2 separate regions of the Mus musculus genome follow, and region 2 is linked to region 1. A link is a contact called in public HiChIP or PLAC-seq data. All regions are on one chromosome and are shown on one strand. Each heading gives the region's core, a stretch centred on a gene start, on an enhancer-like site or on the middle of the called end of the contact. The rest is flanking DNA. Distances are from core to core; before and after follow the strand shown. Region 1 holds the start of Cln5 (ceroid-lipofuscinosis, neuronal 5). Region 2 holds the start of 4930518C04Rik (a long non-coding RNA gene).

Region 1 (4,073 bases), core at 890-3,389:
AGCACAAGAATTCCATTTTAGTTTGGCCTGCTGAAGCACAGTGCAGGAGCGCAGTCAGAGTCCGAGCAAAGGACTTTTATTGGTTTCTTTGTTGCAGTTTTTTAGGTTTTGTTCTGAGACAAGGTATTGCTCTATAGACCAGACTGTCTCAAACTGTAGATCTTCCTGCCTCAGCCTCCTGAGTGCTGGGATTTCAGATGTCCCTCCATGTCCAGACAACATGTTTTATCAAATCATGTAAGAAAGAGAGAAATGTTTGTTATGAAGCTGGTTTTCTTGAGAAAGACTCATAACTGTTCAAAATGAAAATAAAAACTCATATTCAGTAACTCAGTTCAAGCTTAAAGACTACTCTAAAAGAATCAATGCAAATGGTCAAAGATTGTAAATTATAAATTTCTTGATTTTGAATTAGGGGTTTACATATCATACATGTGTGTCATACATTAAACAGATGCCCCCGGGGGCTGGAGAGATGGCTCAGTGGTGAAAGGCATTGACTGCTTTTCCAGAGGCCCTGAGTTCGATTCCCAGCAACCACATGGTGGCTCACAACCATCTGGAATAGGATCTGATGCCCTCTTCTCGTGTGTCTGAAGACAGCTACATAAATAATACATATATACATACATACATACATACATACATACATACATACATAATTAAAAAATAAAACAGATGCCCCCATCGATTCTCCTCATGAGTGACTATTACAATTTCTAACTTTACTAAATTCAACCCTAAATTGAACCTTTAAACTCACCTTTGACCTATTGTAGCATCTTTGACATTATGCTGTGATAGGCAAGAAAAACTGTTAAGAAAAATCTGAAATTAGAGGCTACAATACAGTTGATGTATTTGTTTAGGGCAGTTAAGCACCTATAAAGCAGGTGAGTATATCTAAGGCCTACAAACCTAGTTAAAATATCATTACTCTTTCATTAAAATGTGGTTAGAAAATTGGTGTGTCCGAAGCAAAAAAGCATGTCGTGTTTGACAGAACCTTTAGCAACCTGGAAACCCTTCTCAGAATAGTGATTTATTTAGTTCACAGAGTTATAAATAAGAAAGCAAAGATGAGCTTGAACTTAACACGTTTGCCTGGCTAGTTATCATCCTGAAGTCAAAAAGAGAAAGCCAGCCATCACCTGCTAGGACACGTTAAAGTATCATGATGACACCCTGTTTTTTTCATTCCCTGAGAAACTTTGTCTCCTAAAATTTACAGACTTAATTTTTTTTTTTTTCCTTTTGGAAAATACATCAGCAAGGACGAAACAGCTAGAACCTTTGGCAGAGGAATCTCTGAGAATATCAGCCTCACACTACAACCCAGATAGGTCCAAAACTTTTGATAAAGGGTTTCTGGATCTGACATTTCTATCTCTTCTTGAGCTTCAGAGTTGGCAAGCAAAAAGGATCCCGTGTTCGCTTTGTAGTTCAGACCTCATGCAGCTCCTATGTGCATACACATAGTGGGTTTGCTAGGAGATCTCCAAAATACTGCCTGTTCCAGTCTCATCTCCAGCGTACGTGAGTGATCTTGGTTGCCATCACTCAGTGCAGTGGCCTGAACAGCCTGATTCCGTATGGCGTGATGCTCTTAGCAATCTTACACTTACTGGACAAAGGAGGACCGGAGGATAAATGGATTAAACCTAGCTCTATTGGTCGGTCTTAAGCTTTGAAGAGTCACGGATAATACTAAGTGTGGCAGAGGACAGAACCGGAGCAGAGCAGTCCAAGTCTGGTGATGCCGATGGCAGCACGGAAAGCATATTGTCATTGCTGATCTTTGCAACATTCTCAGAGAGGCCAGGAGAGGGCAATCATTTCCTGTAATGTCCTCATTTTTTAATTCCGCTGAGCACCCAGTGTCTCCAAGCAGAAGATTTGTGTTGGAGACTGGCCTGGGCCATGTGGGTCAAGAAAGTTCATAAGTGTTTTATTGTTGTTACGGTTTGGCTGGTGATGGCTGCGGGGAGGGCAGAAAGCACCTTTGCGCTAGAGGCATAGCACACATCCACCAGGCTGGAGTGAGTTTTGCAGTACCAGTCTCACCCTTCCGGGAGGACAGGGCTTTTTAGCGTCCAGCGCACGCGCGCTGGAACAGAGGCGCCCCGCCCCGGCCGGGACAGGGGAGGCGTCACGCGCCCGGAGGTCACACGGCCAAGCCGGCGCTGGTGCTTGGCTGGCTCCTCGCGGCGGCGCGCACGCAAGGCCGACGCCGGGGCCCCGGAGCCTCCGGGATCTCAGGGAGCCGCGGATGCTGCGCGGGGGGCCATGTGGAGCGCACTGGCGCCCGGCGCTCGCGCTGGCGCTGCTCGGGCTGGCGACGATTCTGGGCGCGTCCCCGACGTCTGGGCAACGCTGGCCGGTGCCCTACAAGTGAGTGAGACGGAGCGGGGCGGGGAGGGGACTTGGAGAGGGCGGATCCGATACCTTAGCGCGCCCGGGGACGCAGGGCACAGGGCGGGCGACACTAAGAGCATAGTTCCTAAATAGTTGGCAACTCGGGGATCCTCACCGGTTCTGGGCAGTTCAGAGTCCTGGGAGGAATGGAGAGTGACATCACTGCACGGAGTGACTTTTAGGTGCTACTGACTTGGAGAGCAGGTTAAAATGTTTTAAACACTGCAATTATTTCATGCCTTATCGTTAGCTGCCATTGCATAACATTTGGGGAGAATTTACAGGGAGCCTGCTTGCTCCCCTGTGTCCTTACTGAGCTAAATGGGGAATTTAGCTGACTGACCCGGGGAATTTCCTCCCTAGGCTAGTCAGGATCACCTTGTTGGTCCACTTCAACCTGGAGGGTAGGTAGGGCTCCGGACCTGAGGAGGTGATCGCAGTCTTTGACTTAGCTAAGTTTTGACAGCCTGTGGGGAATTGCGAAACAAGAAGCGCTCGGTCTTCGGGGTTGCGGGGGACAGGGGTGGGTGGAGTGGTGGCTGGCGTGGGCATAGTGAAGTGGAAAGAGATGCAGCTTTTGAAAGCATATGTTTTGCATAACAGAATGAGGGGCGGGGGGGTTCATGGCATGATGCATGTTCCTCTAAGGAGTTCTTAGTTCTGAAGGCTGCAGACCAAATCTGGTCCCATTTGCTCATCCTCTGTGCGGTCTTAGGGAATTTAACTCAGAATCTTCATGCTCACATACCCTGGACAGAAAACAGGAAATGATAGTAGCCCTCGCATTTCTGGTGAAAACCAGCAGTTGCCAAACTTAAATATTCATGTGTTCTGTTCATGAATTGGTTCTTCTAAATATATATGAGAGAAAAAAAAGTTTAGGGTTGAGGTTGGTTTTCATGAAAATATTCACAAGAAAAAAAAAACCTTAAATACCCAATAAAACAAGAAAGAGATTGTAAATCTCAAAGTATTTTATCTAATACCAGGAGACGGAGGCTGACTGGTCTTTTGACTCTAAAGAAGCCCCGATTGACATTCCCACCTGACAACTGGTATATAGCTGTAAGTTAGATCAGGTTTTGTCCCCGTGTTAAGATTGTTAGAAGAGCAATTCTGAGGATGGTTCTCTTTCTCACCAGGCGCTTCTCTTTCCGTCCGAAGACAGATCCCTACTGTCAAGCTAAGTATACTTTCTGTCCTACCGGCTCGCCCATCCCAGTTATGAAGGACAATGACGTCATCGAGGTCTTACGACTACAAGCCCCGATTTGGGAATTTAAATATGGAGACCTCCTGGGACACTTTGTAAGAATGCATCTTGATCTTGTAGCTTTACTTAAGTAATTCAGCTATTACTTTGACTTAAATGAGTAGTCAAATGGTTACTAGGTCATATTAATTGATAACTTTGTATGTGCGGGTTATGTGTGTGTGTGTGCACCTGTTCACAAGCATCAAGTGGCTGGAGGCTGCTGGGTGTCACTCATCATATCATTCCCTTAGGACAGGGTCCCTCACTGAACCTGAAGCATACATTTTTGTCTAAACTGGTTGGCCAGTGAGACAACTCCTGCCCTCAACACTGGGATGACAGACACAAGTGGAAATGACTGGCTTTTAGGTACGACATGCGTGCTGGGGATTTGAACTCAGGT
Region 2 (4,073 bases), core at 461-2,960, 830 kb after region 1:
CCAGCTATTGCTCTGTACTAAATTACTGCCTACAATCAACTTCCAATAGACTACTTGCCACAGAAAACAAATATATATATATATATATATATATATATATATATATATATAAAACAAATAAAAAGCATTTCTCATTAAATCAACACAAATCTAATTCTCTATTGTTCAAAACTTACTTCATTTCTGGCAGGTGTATCTGAAAAGTGCAACTGACCCAGGAAGAGAACACTCACAACATAATGCTTAATATTCTTCAATGCACATTGTAAATTCTTTTCTAGAAGGCTAGCTTTTAGTATGACTGGCTGATTGGCCCTGTTTTGCTGTTCCTCCTTGCTGTGATGTTTGCCTCTGTGGAGCTATGTAGATGTTCATCTGAGTTTGCAGCCTGAGCCAGGTCATCTGGGTGAGCTGCCTCTGCCTGCAGGCCCCACTTTTCTCAGGACACCACCCTGATGGCCCTTTTCTACCTCACCTGACATTCGTTTCTCCTTAGGATTCTCATCCAATGCATTTTAGTTAAATATGAAACAAAAAAGACAGTCATGAACATGACTCAAGTTCATCCCTAAGTTCATGAAGAGTTGTATCTAAACAAGAAATTGCCTTTTATGTAAAATGACAATCTCCTTCTCTCTCCTTCCTTCTTATCCCCACCTCTTCAGTGTGCGTGTGCGTGTGCGTGTGCGTGTGCGTGTGTGTGTGTGTGTGTGTGTGTGTGTGTTTTGGTGATTGAAACATTGGACCTCATAGATTCTAGGCAAGGGCTCTACCACTGAGCTACACTCTCAGACGCTCTTTTGGTTTTTAAATGTTATTATTAGCTCATAAAGCAGAAGCCTATGTATGACAAGCCTGGTATATTAAGCAACATTAAGAATATCTATCCTCTTGGTCTGGTTGTATAACTCAGTGAGTTAAGATACTTGCCACTGGGTCAGATCCTGATCTGACTTCAGTTCTCAGGCCCCATTGAAAGGTTAGAACTGACTCTGGCAAGTAGTCCTGTGGTCTATAGACAGTGCACGGGCAGGCATGCTTGTGAGAGTGCATGTGTGTGCGCATGCGCACACACACACACACACATCACACACACCACACAGACACACATCACATACACACACCACATAACACACACACACACACACACACACACACACACACACACACACACACACCCCACAGTTCATTAGTTAGGAAATATAACTTGTTTTATGAAAGAATTATTTTTCTTCTTGAGTTTTATATTTTCTCTGGATTTTGAACATTTTGGTATTGAGTAATTATAACAGCTCATGTTAACTGCAGATTTACTTCATAAAATATTTCAAATTTATGTCATACTTGGTATTAAGAATAATGTTATATCATATATAGTATTTCCTCCTATCTATGGCTGAGAACAAAGTGTTGAAAGATTCATTTATTAACTCTTGTTTTTATTCAGTAGATATGCCTTGAACTTTTATGCCATTCTGAGCTCCCGGGAAAAAGAAAGTTACAGGAGATAAACGTTTTCCGGCCTCATATAATTTATGTTGAATGGCAGAGTTAGCAATAAGTAAAAAACTGTTTTACTAATTTTAAGAAAGGAAATATACATGCATGTTTTGCATTAAGGAGGGCTGAGAGTGTTATGTGGGGCGTCACTGGAAAGTCAGGTGACCCTCGAATCTTCTGTGCTCTGAGCTAATGCACGGGCCGCACTGCATACTTTTCATTAACAAGAAGTTGCCCAATAGATGAAACCACACTCATTTCCCCTAAGCCTCACACCCCTCCTGCGCCTGGATGCAGTGTCAGGGTAACAGGCTGCTGCTTCCCACCAGACTCTCACACCACAGAGATGCCTTCAGCTACTTAAATCCTTCACACTGAGAAGAGAAAGGACTCTCGCTGGCCCCTCAAGTGTGAAAGTTTGATTCAGCCCGCGCTGCTAAAATCTCTATCAGTTATAACGTAAATGCAATTTAATGAGATTTCCTGCATCACTACTTCATTTTGTAAAAGATTAAGCACCTTTCACATGAGAAGAATATTTTGACGATATTTGCTGGAGACGAAGAGAAGGAAAGTGACTTGTGTGGGCATGTCTATGGTGAAGCTGTAAAGTCGGAGACTAACCAGGGTTGCCGCTTGCAAAGGCCATTTGTTCTTTCTCCTCAGAGCAGTAAAAGCAGCTGAGAAAATGGGAGTCCGGCATTTCTAGAGGGTTGTCATAGCGACAGGAGTTTGGTACAATACTGTCTATTTACTCGTCCCGACTCTTGGTTACCTCCCTCGTGACCCCGTGGAGCCTGAGGTAATGCATTCTGCACGGTAGCTGGGGTCTGAGGAGGTTCTAAGAACTTGCGGACAATTATGCATTGTGTTTCATTATTCATCACAGTGGGGTAACGTGAATCCCTCTGATGTCCACTGCAGGCTGATCTGAGGCCCCTGTTCACAAGGGAAGTCATGAGGAACGTGTATGCTGTTTTCAAAGCCTTCCCTACCTCCACCATTCTCCTTCGACTCGACAGGAATAATGTGTTTATGATGAGAAACGACTGTCCTGCTTTCTAGAGCTTGACTCTGTTCCAGACCATTGCTTTTTGTACACAAAGTGCCTCCCGCTATCAGAGAGTGGAGATATTTGCTCTGGACTACTTTATCATCTTCAAACCGTCACTGGCAGAAATGTGTGTGTGAGGTCAGCGCATTCATTCCACCAGCACCAGAAGCTAGCGCGTATCTGCGGCTGTAAATAAACAAGGGGCACGATGTTAGAAAAAAAAATGTTGGGGTTCTGACCTGCGCAAAGTCGACTGGAATGTTTCCCTAGTATTTATCCTCTGCTTTTCCAAGCTTTGTATAAACATGAATTTCCAGAATTTTTTAAGAACTGACGCTGATGAAAAAAATTCAGTCTTCTAATGAGTTTGTAAAACACATCAGATTTAATTGTTGAATACTATAAAAACAACAACAACAACAATAACAACAACAATGTGAACAGAAAGAAAAGGTGCATGTGCGTATTGAAGCAGCTTCAAAAAGAACTTTTCATTTTTTTTGTTATTTTTCATCATCAATACTAGAACAAAGACATATTTTATATGCATATTTAAAGAGTTGAAGTAGACGCTTACACTGCAAGAAGCTTAAATTCCAGACTTACTCAAAAGATGAGGAGTGTTGGATGTAAGATATGAATACCAAAGATTCTGGAACAGTCCAAGGCCCTGCTGACATTTTCTTGGTAAAGGAGGAAGATTGACAGTGAGCATAGCTCAGTTGTGAGTGTGTGACACTCAGTCACACAGGATCAGCTGAGCAGATACATCAGGGAGGTGACAAGACTTGTAGGATTGTCACCACATTTTAGGCATCCATTACATATCTTGGATATTAACTCTTTCTTAGATATGAGGATTGCAAATAGCTTCTCCCTCCCCCTCGAGTTTCTTGCCATTCTGTAGATCATTCTGGTTGCTATGCAAAAAGTATTTTTGCTGCTGTTATTTTTTATGATACAACCCACTTACCTATTTTGTTGCTTCCATTACCCATTCTTATGATATTTTATTAAAGAGACCATCACCAAGACCACTGTGAAGGTTTTTTTTTTTTTTTGTATATTTTTCTTTTAGGAGCTTTGTAGGTTCAGATCCTACAGTCTAATCTTACATCCATTTTGAGTTCATATTGAAAGAGATGGGTACAGCTTCATTCTTTTTAGTAACAACACCCAGTTTTCCCAGTATCCATTATTGAAGAGACTCCCCACCCCCACCCCATCCCCACCCCCACCCCATCCCCACCCCCACCCCATCCCCACCCCCTGTGTATTTTGGTGTCCTGAGGGAGACTCACTAGCCTCAGGTGTGAGGCATTATTTGCTAAGCTCTGCATTCTGCTCTGTTTCTGTGGGACTTTGTGTCAGGAAACACTGCTGTGACCACATAGCTTCATCAGATCGGGCACAGAGTAGCATAATACCTCTACTATTGCTTCATTCATGATTGTGTTGCCTGTCTGTGATCTTCTGTGGCCTCATGAGAATTTTAATATTGCTTTCCTATTTATGTAAA

Evidence for each region. HiChIP or PLAC-seq counts read pairs in DNA pulled down with a chosen protein or histone mark.
Region 2: a contact with region 1 is called in an H3K4me3 HiChIP or PLAC-seq map of bone marrow-derived macrophages, with 5 times the contacts expected there. The contact joins the promoter of 4930518C04Rik here to the promoter of Cln5 in region 1.

The regions. Positions count from the first base shown.
Region 1 is chr14:103,068,077-103,072,149 of GRCm38.p6, forward strand. Cln5 (ceroid-lipofuscinosis, neuronal 5) reads left to right here and starts at 2,140. Exons shown (of 4, transcript NM_001033242.1): 1 at 2,140-2,391; 2 at 3,558-3,723. The coding sequence starts at 2,270.
Region 2 is chr14:103,897,057-103,901,129 of GRCm38.p6, forward strand. It overlaps 4930518C04Rik (a long non-coding RNA gene), which reads left to right and starts at 1,711. Exons shown (of 2, transcript XR_383716.3): 1 at 1,711-2,302; 2 at 2,425-3,588.